Linked DNA regions of Zea mays: all the other regions are linked to region 1. The links are chromatin contacts, called in public Hi-C maps. All regions are on one chromosome and are shown on one strand. The core of a region is the stretch at or near the end of the contact, and the rest is flanking DNA. Distances in the headings are between cores, read along the strand shown.

Region 1 (3,111 bases), core at 503-3,002:
TTAGTGTGAAATCAAGTAGAAGCAAACCACTCCTAGTCTAAAGATGTTTTGGCCATGAGACCTAAATATCCAAGTTGTATCTTAGAGTGAAGAACATTTTTGCTTTTAAGTGATGGATCAAAGTTGAGAGATCGTTTGGAGAAAAGCCATCACAGTTGAACTCCTAAACTAGCACCAAAAGTGAAATTCAAAATCTAGCTATATTTTGCTAAAAGTCAAAATACTAAAGTCGTAGAGTGTTCAAAACCAAACAACTTTCATGTGTTGAGATTCTCAAGTTTTGGACAGAAATTTGGAGTAATTTGCAGATTCTAGATTGGTTTCAGTTTTTGGATTCAACTCAAAACAGTTTGGTTTACCTATTTTTGGGCCCCTGTAACTTGTAATCAAAGAACATTTTGAGAAAGGTTGCTATAACAAACTTGTAGAGTAACTATAAGAGAACAACTTTCATTAACTGTGATAGCCCTAAAGCTATATGAAACTAGGAGAAAAAGCGGTCCAAACTGAGTTGACAGATTTTGGATTTCAGACTTAGTGCAACAAACTGAGTCTGAATTTTAGTGTTGTTAGTGCAGTTTTGGAGCTTCTTTGTAGCTAATCCATGAAGTTATGGGCTATGGTTTATATAGAAGAGTTGAAGCCCATGAAATGGTGAACAAATCTCATTTAGTAAGTTTGGCTTGGTGCTGCATGAAAAGTGGAGTAAAATGTGATTGAACTTTCGCTGTCACGCGTGTGGTGTGCAGTTTCAAGTTCAGTTTGGTGCCGAGTGCAGTTTCATAATCTGAACTGTGATTCAGTTTTGCTGATTTTTTAGAAGCCGCATATTCCTCTCAGTTTTGGACCCTTCTAATTCTTAATTCTTAGAACTTTTGGTGGATCGCCATTACATCAAACTTGGAGATTTATTGTGGAGGAATACTTCTTATGAAGAAGGATCTCCCTATTCTTATTTCGAATTGGGAGAAAACTTTGTTCCAAGTCGAGCTGTTAGGCAAGTGGTGAACTGAACATTGCTTAGGTGACTGAAACTGGTTCAGTCTTTGAGTGAAGAAAGGATCTCCACGCCTGTTGTGTTTCACTTGTGTCAATTCGAGTTGTAGTTTGGGTAGAGGGTTCAAAAGGTGATAAATGGGGAAAGGTTCCAGCTGATTCAAATATCTGAGGAAAGGGGACTCGATGGTTATCTACAGCTGGTGACCACTGTGTTTGTTTGCCTCTGGTTGAGCGCCATCGGCTAGGTTCACTGCTTTACTATGCTATTGAGGATGCATGGTGTTTATGTCTTGAAGCCACGTACCCTGGTTCGAGCAGCTACTGGCACCTCCCTGTGGCCATGTATTTATCGCCGCACCGCTGATTCTCCGTCTCACTGTGGCCAGGCAAGCAAGGTCATGTTTCACGTTGTCGCTTCCACGTTTCGGTTCTCCTATAGGGTACTGTCGTACTGATGCTTATCGGCTCGGCCGTTTCATCTTTACTGCTATAGAACTTCCGGAACATCGCGGCGCCGCCGGCGAACACCGCCTGCCTGGATTAGCTTCACCGTCGCGGTCATATCCTGATCACGTTTGGGAGTCGTTCTACTTTGTGATGAGTCCCTGATACAAACAACAAACTTGTTGTCTTCTTATTTACTTTATAATTTTTATCAAATATGAATGTATAAGTAGTTGGTAAGAGTTTTGATTGTTTGCTATTGTACCTTTTGCTAGGGTTATATATGTGAGTTTTTACTGGCGTTATATACGAGTTTGGGATAGCAAAGGATGGCAAAATAGCCCCAGTCTGTCATTCCCTCTCCACGCCACACGCACGGCTCCATCCTTCTATCTGCGCTCGCGCCGCCCGGGAGCTCGCCGTCGTCACCTCGTCGGGGCGCCCTCGTCCAGTCCGGCTCTCCCTTCGTCGCTCCGCGGCTCTGCCGGCGTCTGGGGCCCCGGTCTCCGGGCTTTGGTGGCGCCCCCCACCGGCCCACCCCAGCGGGCAGCGGCAACTGCCACTCTGCGGCTCTGCTAGGGGCAGGGAGGAGCAGTGGCGACTCTGCTAGGGACAGGGAGGAGCAGTGGCGGGCAGCGTCCTTCCTTTTGTTTGGCCCGGGGCTTCGGAATTACCTGGATCCGCCACTGCATCTAAGTCCTCCTCCGCACACTCTCCACCGATCCTCGACGCGCGCGTGAGCAACACCACCGTGGTATCGGCGACCACGAGCGGCGCCTTTTGGATTCGCCCGTGACTTGCTCCCACCGTGTTTGCCACTCGCCAGGATGACGCTGTTGTTGGCCCAACAGCTACTTTCCTTCTCCTTCGCCTTTCCACCTCTCCGCGCCCTCCACCTTGGCAGCCCCCTTAAAGCCTATCCGTCCTCCAAATGCTTCGTCTACTCTCATTGCCCTTCCCAATTCCAAACCTGGTGGCCTCGAAGTCGCCCAGCCGCCCATCCTGCGCATAGTTTCTTTGAAGAACAAGAAAGCGAAGGCAGCGACTATGGGGATGAGGCGGTGGGCTGCTTGGGCGAACCTGCCACACACGGCACCTGGGAGGATACGGATGACGAGGGCAGCTGGTTGGGCCCGACTCGATGCGGCGCCTCGGAGGATGAAGACGAGGACTGTGGTGAGGAGGTGGGCCACTGGGACCCGCCTGTCAGCCGCTTTCGACCGCAGCGCGAGGAACCATACCAAGCAGAAGAGGACGACGATGAAGAATGCGAGTGGTTGGACCCGACCTCCTTTTTGCGATGCCAAGAAGTGGTAAGCGGTGTTTGCAGCACCACGGCAGCCATGGACGAAATCCTAGCCTTTGCGAGGTGCTCAGCTGCGGCGGGGGAACAAGGATTCGCCGAGTTCATGGCCGGATACAGCCACGGGAACCTCAGCGAGGAGGAGTGCATTGAATTAATGTGGAGGATGTCCAACGAGGGGCTTGCGTTGGGCTGTGCACACCTGTTCCAGTGGCTGCGGGAGAAGCAGCCGGTGCCAGTATCATCAATGGTATGGTTGATGGCTTTTGTTTCGCTTGGGCGTTGTGACATGGCTGATGTGGTCTTGGAGATTGTGGCAAGGTTACCCTTGGAAAGGGATTTCCGTGAGGTAGTTCTTTATAATG
Region 2 (2,713 bases), core at 143-2,642, 170 kb after region 1:
GGCAGCTGCGCTTGAATCAGGCAACAACGTGGGCTCGGTTTGCCACTGTATATATGCTCAATTTTTTTGGGGCGTTCAAATTCGAACTATTTATTTATTTATTTACATGAACGCGATTGGGCGCTTGGTTGCGACGTGGACGCAGGCGATGACGTGCGCGCGGAGCCCTCGCTATCGGCTCGGCTTGGCCCTGTCCGTCACCGCGCGTGTTGCTAGCTGTCCACGCCGACCCCAAATGGAGTCAGGCGGTTGGCTTGCACTGCGCGGGCACATCCACACCTACCCTGCACCTCAAGCTGCTGCATATCTGCGTTGGCCATGAGCATGATGCACACATTTCTTTCGATAACGCGTGCCAGACCGCCCTTCTCCCACCTCTTCCTTTCACCGCCTGTCCGCCTCAGTTGATCACTTGGCCGTTCAGTTTCCGGAGGTCCTTAGGCTATCCGCACTCATACTACTCTAAATTTCTACCCTAAAAAGAATATTCTGTCCTGATCAGAAAAATTCTTTACTCTATACCATAATCCTCCGCACTCATATTACTCTATATCCATACTCTATATCAACTATCATATATTTAATTCAACCACGCCGTTGGTGCGGGAGGAGAGAGAGTATAGAGCGCCACGCCGTACGACGCTCGCCGTACCGTCCCGAAGCCCGCACACTATCGTTCAGTTCCATTTAGCGCTACCCACTGCACGCGAACTGTACGCTAAACAGGGGTAGCGTCCCGTTTGGCGTTCACGAGTGCGGGCAGCCTTATAGTTACTAATAAAGGGGTGGTGAGCTGGCTGTGCTCTCCGCGCGTGAAGAGCAGAGTGACCGAGCCCAGCAGTCTCTCCCAGATTTACAAGAAGCACAAAACTCTTGTCCCGCTCAAAGATTGCCTTCTGCGTATGTCATTCGAAACACTGTTCGTCGATGCGCTGTCACGTCGTCCTAAGATCGCCGATATCATCCATATCCCGCTAAAAAAAGGGCACAGCAGACTAGATAGATATATATATTAGGAAAGAAAAGCGCAACGCCTGTGAAGAAAAACTGACTTGCTATGAGCCCATGACCCAGGGGAGGGGACAGCGCGACACTTTATGCCTGTGCCGCTCACACGTGGCCCCTAAGCGACAAGCATCGAATCCTCCCAAAATCCGGCACAACACCAGCGCCACATCGCCTCGCGAATCATATGGTTCCATTTGTTGCCGCCGAGTCCGCGCTCCTCGGCCCGTACCACGACCTGAGGAGATAGATATATAGGCGGTGGCAGGCGCTTTACCGCCCCGGACAGAAATATCTGAGGACACGTAGGAGTAGGACTCGCCCCCACCCCCGAACCACCGACGAAGGAGACGAATAAAAGAAGGCAAACCACACGGCCACCACACACACAGGCACCGAACGAACAGGACAGCGAGAGAAAGCAAAGCGAGCTGCTGCTTCCTTATCCGGTTCTTCGCCGTGAGCGCTCCACAGGGAACGGAACGGGAACTGGGGGATCGGGATCCTTACGTTGTTGTGTGTATTATCGAGCAAGCTAAGAGCCATGGGCAGCGAGTGCAAGGGCTACGGCGTCGGCGTCGCCACCAGCCCGCAGCAGGAGCAGGAGCAGGCTGGCGCCGCCGTCGCACCGTTCGTGGCCAAGACGTTCCACATGGTGAGCGACCCGGCCACGGACGCCGTCGTGCGCTGGGGTGGCGCCAGCAACACCTTCCACGTCCTCGACCCGGCCACCTTCTCCGACTACCTGCTGCCCTCCTACTTCAAGCACCGCAACTTCGCCAGCTTCGTCCGGCAGCTCAACACCTACGTGAGTGATATGCGCGCTACCTCCTCAGCTCCTCTGCCCCCGCTCCGCTGTCCGCTCAGCGCTCACTCAGGACTCAGCTACCACTCCTCCTCGTGTGAGTAACAGCTCTCGGCACGCATGCGTACCGTTATTTTTTTAACAGGGGTTCAGGAAGGTGGACACGGACCGGTGGGAGTTCGCGCACGAGTCGTTCCTGCGGGGCCAGGCGCGCCTGCTGCCGCTGGTCGTGCGCAAGAGGAAGAAGGCGGGCGCCGGCGCCGGCGGCGGCGGCCGGGAGCTGTGCGAGGCCGGGGAGGAGGTGCGCGGGACCATCCGGGCCGTGCAGCGCCTGCGGGAGCAGCAGCGCGGGGTGGAGGACGAGCTGCGGGCCATGGACCGCCGCCTGCGCGCCGCCGAGAGCCGGCCGGCCCAGATGATGGCGTTCCTCGCCAAGCTCGCCGACGACCCGGGCCTCGTGCTGCGCGCCATGCTCGCCAAGGAGGAGGAGCTGGCCCTGATCGACAAGGGGTCGGAGGCGCAGCCGGCCAAGAGGCGGCGGATCGGGGCTGAAGCCGTGGACCTGGCGCACAGCAGGGGCGGGGGCGCCGTGCCGTTTCCGTTCTCTGTTCTCGGCCAAGTGTTCTACTAGGGTAGATAGGGACTGGTGTATATATGACTTGCACTGTATTATAGCTTTGCCTCGGTTTCAGCAGTTACTGCCTTCCGTTTTACCGTCGGCTTCATTTTTAAATTTAAACGCGACAAATAAAAAATAAGTTCATTTTTAAATTTAAACGTGATTAATAAAAAAATAACGAAAACAGTACTATTTTAGTAAGTAACAGTGCCTGAAGAAAAGTTTTTAAGCGTGGCGAGCGTTTGGCAGCGCTCTTTGCGGTGTTCGTGTGTCTTCGTGACAAC
Region 3 (2,927 bases), core at 164-2,663, 230 kb before region 1:
GACGCCAACTAATGTACAAATGAACTGCAAAACGTCAAATAAAAAAAATGGAGGGAGTATTATGCAAATGTTCTTTTTTTTACAAATATACGACATGCTACATCACTTTTTATAAAAAAAAATGGTATCAACATATTGACGACATGCTTTCTAAAATACCACTATTCTTGACATGATGGTCGAAGATAAAAAAATGTCTTTACCTAAACCTAATTCTCTAGATAGAAAAGTGATTTTCTTGAGGCATGCAAAAATATTACAGCCTAATGAACCTTCTAAAGTGCTACACTAAGGATGCATCAGATCAGAATCAATAAAAAAGTGTGAAGTCATTTCCCTTGGTCCAACAGCATGACTAGTATTTATCAAACAAGGGAACTGCACAGGCAACCAATCTGCTATCGTCATCTTGCTCCTATCTGAACTGCACCTTAATACCTTATGGATAATGTAGGTGCAGCAAAGATAATCATCTAACACAAAGTAAATCCTCTTAATCAATCCATGGCTTTCCTCCTACAAATAGATTAAGTTATCACTTCAATTTATCTTGCATATCACCGCATATTTGATTTTGCTGCCCTAAGGAAAGCAATTTTTTTAAACCAACGAAATGGCTTCCCCCAACAACAAGAATAAACCATCATCTCAGCTAGCCATTAATACTGTATTATCTCATCGTTAATTCTGCTGGGCATGAACAGAGCTGCAGCAGTGCATCTGTCACATGAAGAATAAGCGGTCAGTTCCAGTTATTTTTATGACAACCAGACATGTCTTCGTCTCCCCAACAACTGTATGATCTACCTTTTTGCCCAAAAGGGAGCAGGTCATCCCTTCAATTGCTTTGTGGCAATACCAATATCTTCTCCCTCCATCCGTCGGCCGTGACTCAATCACGATTCACAAGAAGCTGTGCTACATATAAGCCGATCATGGCTCTTCCTTGGAACCACCATGGCGATGGTCCTGGAGCTCAATTAACCATCGATGGCAGGCGGAGCTAATTCGAGTTACCAATCGCTACCCACCCAGCTCATACAAGAACCAAGGACGCTGATAAACCAGCTACCCACCGTATCCTAAACTCGGTTCCAGAACCGAATTACCGAAGATGCAACGGTCATCTAATATAAGATCCCAATCTGAACCATACAGAAAACAACGGAGAAGAAACAGTAGAATAGGAAGGGGGATAGACCGTCAGTCTTTGGAGTGGATCCAGCGCATCCCATGGCGACGGCCGGTCAGACGGTCATGGGCGACCACCTCCCCCTTCTAGACGCTTCTGGATTCGGTGCCACGGCCGCGGGCGTAGGATGGGATGATTTGGGGAGCGACGTGCGAGATAGCGGTGGAGAGCTGAAAAGCGGACGCGGAGCAGAAGTGGTGGCCGGTGGGGGATGGTGGTGTACTGGTGTGGACGGGACGGACGCATCGGTTGGTGGCCCCGCACGCTCCTAGGTCCTAGCCAGCATAATCCGGATACGCCGACGAACAAGGTCTTCGGCCCCTTTTGGTTGGTTTTGTGAAGTTGGGTCCGTTGTATGGGCTGGTCCGGCCGAGCGTACACAGTTCATAGCCCAGAGTCGGCCTGGTGACGCAAATGGGCTTACAATAATTCAAACGTGCTTCTGCCCCGTCTTAGCAGTCCGATAAGTTTATTGCTATTATAGGACTCTTTTAATTTAAAATTGTCCATAACAGTATTTATAAGTGTTATTACTAAAATAGTATTCTGACTATTTTTATTATTTCTTTTTTCCTTTCTTTTTTCCATGTCCTAAACTGCTCGTATTGCCTGTGGTTCCTAATTCCCATTTGTTGGTTCGTTTCTTCTCAGCGTGGATAGCAAATGCCAGCAAAGAGCAGATTCCTTGTATTGAGAACTACGTTATCACGAATCATTAGATCCGCTCCCTTCTCTCCCGTCAGCAGTAGAGGCGCAAGAAGCTATAGAGGACCTGTCTCCCTTCCCATAAGCACGACAGAGGAAACACACGAGACACGAGATATAGGGTTGAGCCTATAACCTCTTTCTGATCTCTGTAATATGAAGGGGTGTACATGTTCCTTATATAGAGATATGAGACTCCTCAGAGGCAAAGTCGGTATTTACCCACATAACCCTAACTAGGGTTACTTAACACTCCCCCTTGGGCGAATACCGCGACCAACACATGCCTCTTTAAAACTCCCAAAAACTCAGTGGGAAAAATATGGAGAAAGAGTACATGGTGACACAAATTGCATTTGCACTTTGTTGCCTCATTAAAAACCTTATGTGAGAAACTTCAAAAAACTCACCAAGGAAAAAGAGTACAACAAATGTCATCAGGACAAATTTCGATCTTCTGAATCAGAATTCCATCGAATCTTCTACAAGGGCTAAATTTAGAAATGTGCTCCCCCTGATCCTCGCAAAACTGTATCAATATGGCACAACATCTTCTTCTGGAAGTATACGCACATAGAGATTTAGCAAACGGATTGCATACTGTTGCAAGGATTATATCAGGAACTTCACCTCTACTAACTTCTAGGATATACGAGGTAAGTGCACGTATCGACATAAACAAGCTACTTTAACTGATGGTGTTCGATCGACTAGATCTTTATATTTGATAGAAACTTCCATAAAGATTCACATATTGATCATGAAGTTGATGCCCCCAGGGCATAGAATATGACATTTGTTGTCTCACAATTGTGATCAATATAAGCATTCGCTCCCCTGACGATGACATCTGTCAAAGTTGTTATCCCTCATAACTCAAGCATATTCTTCAAGATATATGTCTCATTGTTCATCTGGAATAACGAGAATGGATGAGGTTGAGGTGCTATCATTTTCTATCTTACACCACAATTTATACAAAGTTGTGCAAAGCAAGTAACATATCCTTCTATAGGACTTAGGGGATAAT
Region 4 (3,121 bases), core at 488-2,987, 250 kb before region 1:
CAGCTAGGCAACGTTGGTTTGAATTGATTGAAACACTATTCAATTCTCCATAGCTCTCGTGTTGAACGTACCAATCTTTGCGCGGAATACAAAATGATTGAACCAAACCATTGAGAGAAAAAAAAAATCCGCGTGTCCTTCTCAAACCCACCCCTGATGTCCACCGAATCAACTCTGTGCAAACGCAAAAATGCCAAGTTTTTCTATCTGCTACCGTGTCTGTGTTTGTGTATAAACAACCAATCAGAGAAGGATGAAAGAAGAAAAGCTAGGTGATGACAAGAGGAACGGAAGAAAAGCCAAAAGTAGATAGATCAAGGAGCTCTACATGAGTTTATCTGGTTTTTATTGGAGTCCGGCCTGCCCCGGCCCACATGTCAGGACCTTCAATTCAGGATTCACTTCACTTCACCCGGCCTGCCACCGAAATCCCGTCGCCGGCGTGCCGCCGGAACACCATGGCGCACTCGGGCAGCTCGCCGAGACCCGCGAACATGGCGTCCTCCTCGCCCCCTTCTCCGTCGAACAGCCCGCCGACGTCGCCGAACTCGTCGGGGAGGGGCGCGGGCGGGGCGCCGAAGAACATCGCCCCGTACAGCATCTCGTCCGCCGCCTCGACGTCCGGTGGGGACGCCGAGGAGGTGACGGACACGCCGTCGTAGAGCCACCTGAACTCGTCGTGCACCTCGACGGCCGCCGCGCCGGCCTCGGTCTCGGCCGCAGCAGGCGCGCAGACGACCGTGGCAGCGGCAGCGACGTCGTGGCTGCCGGATGACGGGGACTCCGGCGGGACTGGCTGTGGCTGGGCCGGCTTTGGCTTCGGGGCCTGGCGGTTCTGCGCCCTCGCCGCCGCCATGGCCTCCGAGTGGCTGTGCTCGAACGAGTACGTGACGATCACCTTGTCCGGCTCCGCCCTGCTCCGCTCCACCTGCTTCCTGGCCGGGCACCCCTTGGAGCTGCTGCACCTGTAGTAAGCCCTGGGCACGCCGAAACCGAAACCCAGATCAGCAAAAGTCTACAAGAGAACTAGGGGCAGTCCATGGATGGATGCATGAGTGATTGCTTCTACTACTAGACTTCTACGTCGTGCCGTGGCCCGTGTGTACCTCGGAAAAGGCGAGCCCTTGATGGGCTTCTGGCCGTACTTGCGCCACGCCCACGCGTCCGTCGGCGTGTTGCCCTCGCCGACGCCCTTGGGCCGTGGGCCACTGACGTCCGCCAGCGGCACGGTGACCACCCGCTTGTTCGCCGACCGCCTCCTCCCGGCACCGGTAGCAGCTGGCGACGTGGACGGTGGCGCCGGCGACACCGGCGGTGGCGAACTTGGGCAATCAGCCGACGAAACTCCGCCCGCAGCGCCAGCCTTGCTCTCGTCGCCGCTCCACTCGGCGTCCATTTGCCCGGGCAGCTAGCCCGAGAGAGAGAGAGAGAAATTAAGCGCCGGATCGGAGCAGTTCGATCTTCTCGGCCTGATCCGAATCCGATGTCACCAGCTGCCCCCCCGACCCCGAGGCAGAGGCAGGCGCATCCGCGGGATATAAAAAAGGGAACGGCGGTGCGGTGTGGAAGCGAGCAAAACTAAACTACTACTACCACGACTCCACGAGGCTATGCTATGCATGTAGTACTACTACTACGTCGCGGTGACGGTGGTGTCCCGTCGTCCTCGGTTCGTGCGGTGTGATTGGCGGGGACGACGTGAGGGGTTGTGGGCGCGCACGCTGGCTGAGGCCTGAGGGCTGAGGCTGAGCAAGGCGTGGAGACCGCGCGCGGGGGACGAACTTAAACAAAGAGGAGAGGAGAGACAGCCAGACAAGCTGCTCTCTTGAGAAGACGAGGACGAGCGTGCGACGGCGACGTCTCCCCAACTATCGCCATGTCCATCCATCCATCCATGCCTTTGATGATGGATCGTCGTCGTCCCCTCATCTGTCATCGTTCGTTCGGGATTCGGGAATTAGATGAGAAGTAGCATATGCATTAATTATTAACGTACGCATATCATCATGCATTGGAGTGGTTGGTGCGTGGTTTCGGTTGGAGTCGAGAACCAAACCAGCAGCAGAGCTCGGTTCGCCGTCATGCCCACGCGCGGCAACAGTGCCCTGGAACTGCGACGTGCGTGCATGGCAGTGCAGTGGCCGCTCGTCCCGGACTACGGCGGAGCCCGCCCGGCAGATCCCCATCCATCCCACGCGCGTTTCTATCGAGGGGTTAAACGTTGACAGCTGCACACGCGCGCCGGGCGGAATTCTTCTGCCCGCGCCTACTCCGATAAAAAAGAATCTAGCTAGAGGCGTCGGATATTTCGGCAGACACGTCAGGCTAGGAGACAGGAGTAAAGGCCGTGGTAATTCAGGTCGTGACTTGTCGTCGTATTCGGTTGCTTGGTGAAGAATCAACGATATACGTCGCTACCAGCTTCAGAATTTTACATTGCTTCTTCTTCTTCTTCTAGTAGAGTGAGTCTAGTTTCTATTCTAGATATGATATGTTATGATATGATATCCTGGCCTGGGTCAAATTAACCTTTTGACGCTGTCATATATATTGCTTAGCAGCGGCTTGGTGTGTTCGACACAGATCCAATAATCCAACCGCAGATTCTTTGGATGGAAATAGACATCACGCGTTCCATACATCCACCGCAACACGAAGCCATAGTTTTTTCTTCTTCTTTTGCATTGGCGACTCCTTCGATCGTGCTCTCACGCGATTATTATTCAATTGGGGGTTCAGCTATGGCATCGCAATCCTTCTCGCGCGGCTGCTGAGAGTTGAGTTCTCTGGTGACTTGTTCAACCGATCCAGGGCCTCCAATCATGAGGTGGCAGCTAGCGAGCGGCCGGCGTCACACCAGCTCTGCATCCTCCTCCTCTCGGCTCTCGCACACCGCGCTACGTACCTCTGCTCCCATATAAAAACTCCATCCCCGTTTGACGAAGAGCTCAACCACCGGTTAGTTTATCTGGGCTGGGGATCGGAAGAGAGGGTGTATACGTAGCGCGACTTCATGGCCTGCTCAACTCTTCTCCTATCCTACCCTCTATGGGAACACGCGGGAACAGCTGGTGTTTCGAAATAGAAAAAGGGAAACGGAAAATGGTCATTGTGGCGTATG

What was found. Hi-C and Micro-C count contacts between places; a contact is called where the count stands out from the background.
Region 2: a contact with region 1 is called in a Hi-C map of leaf, with 5 times the contacts expected there. The contact joins the promoter of LOC100280828 here to the promoter of LOC103651237 in region 1. A contact is called at or near these places in 5 of 25 Hi-C or Micro-C datasets (ear, endosperm, leaf and 2 more).
Region 3: a contact with region 1 is called in a Hi-C map of bundle sheath, with 4 times the contacts expected there. The contact joins the promoter of LOC100285566 here to the promoter of LOC103651237 in region 1. A contact is called at or near these places in 7 of 25 Hi-C or Micro-C datasets (bundle sheath, ear, leaf and 2 more) and 1 of 3 datasets of contacts at active chromatin or transcription factors (leaf).
Region 4: a contact with region 1 is called in a Hi-C map of root tip, with 3 times the contacts expected there. The contact joins the promoter of LOC100194255 here to the promoter of LOC103651237 in region 1. A contact is called at or near these places in 6 of 25 Hi-C or Micro-C datasets (ear, leaf, root tip and 2 more).

The regions. Positions count from the first base shown.
Region 1 is chr3:206,008,864-206,011,974 of Zm-B73-REFERENCE-NAM-5.0, reverse strand. LOC103651237 (pentatricopeptide repeat-containing protein At5g50280, chloroplastic) reads left to right here and starts at 1,752. Exons shown (of 2, transcript XM_008676855.2): 1 at 1,752-3,111. The coding sequence starts at 2,271.
Region 2 is chr3:205,840,029-205,842,741 of Zm-B73-REFERENCE-NAM-5.0, reverse strand. LOC100280828 (heat shock factor protein HSF30) reads left to right here and starts at 1,392. Exons shown (of 2, transcript NM_001367142.1): 1 at 1,392-1,813; 2 at 1,956-2,523. The coding sequence starts at 1,550. The coding sequence ends at 2,441.
Region 3 is chr3:206,235,002-206,237,928 of Zm-B73-REFERENCE-NAM-5.0, reverse strand. It overlaps LOC100285566 (ubiquitin domain containing 1), which reads right to left and starts at 1,413. Exons shown (of 4, transcript NM_001158457.2): 1 at 1,202-1,413. The coding sequence starts at 1,235.
Region 4 is chr3:206,257,840-206,260,960 of Zm-B73-REFERENCE-NAM-5.0, reverse strand. LOC100194255 reads right to left here and starts at 1,737. Exons shown (of 2, transcript NM_001139296.1): 1 at 1,107-1,737; 2 at 193-977. The coding sequence starts at 1,396. The coding sequence ends at 404.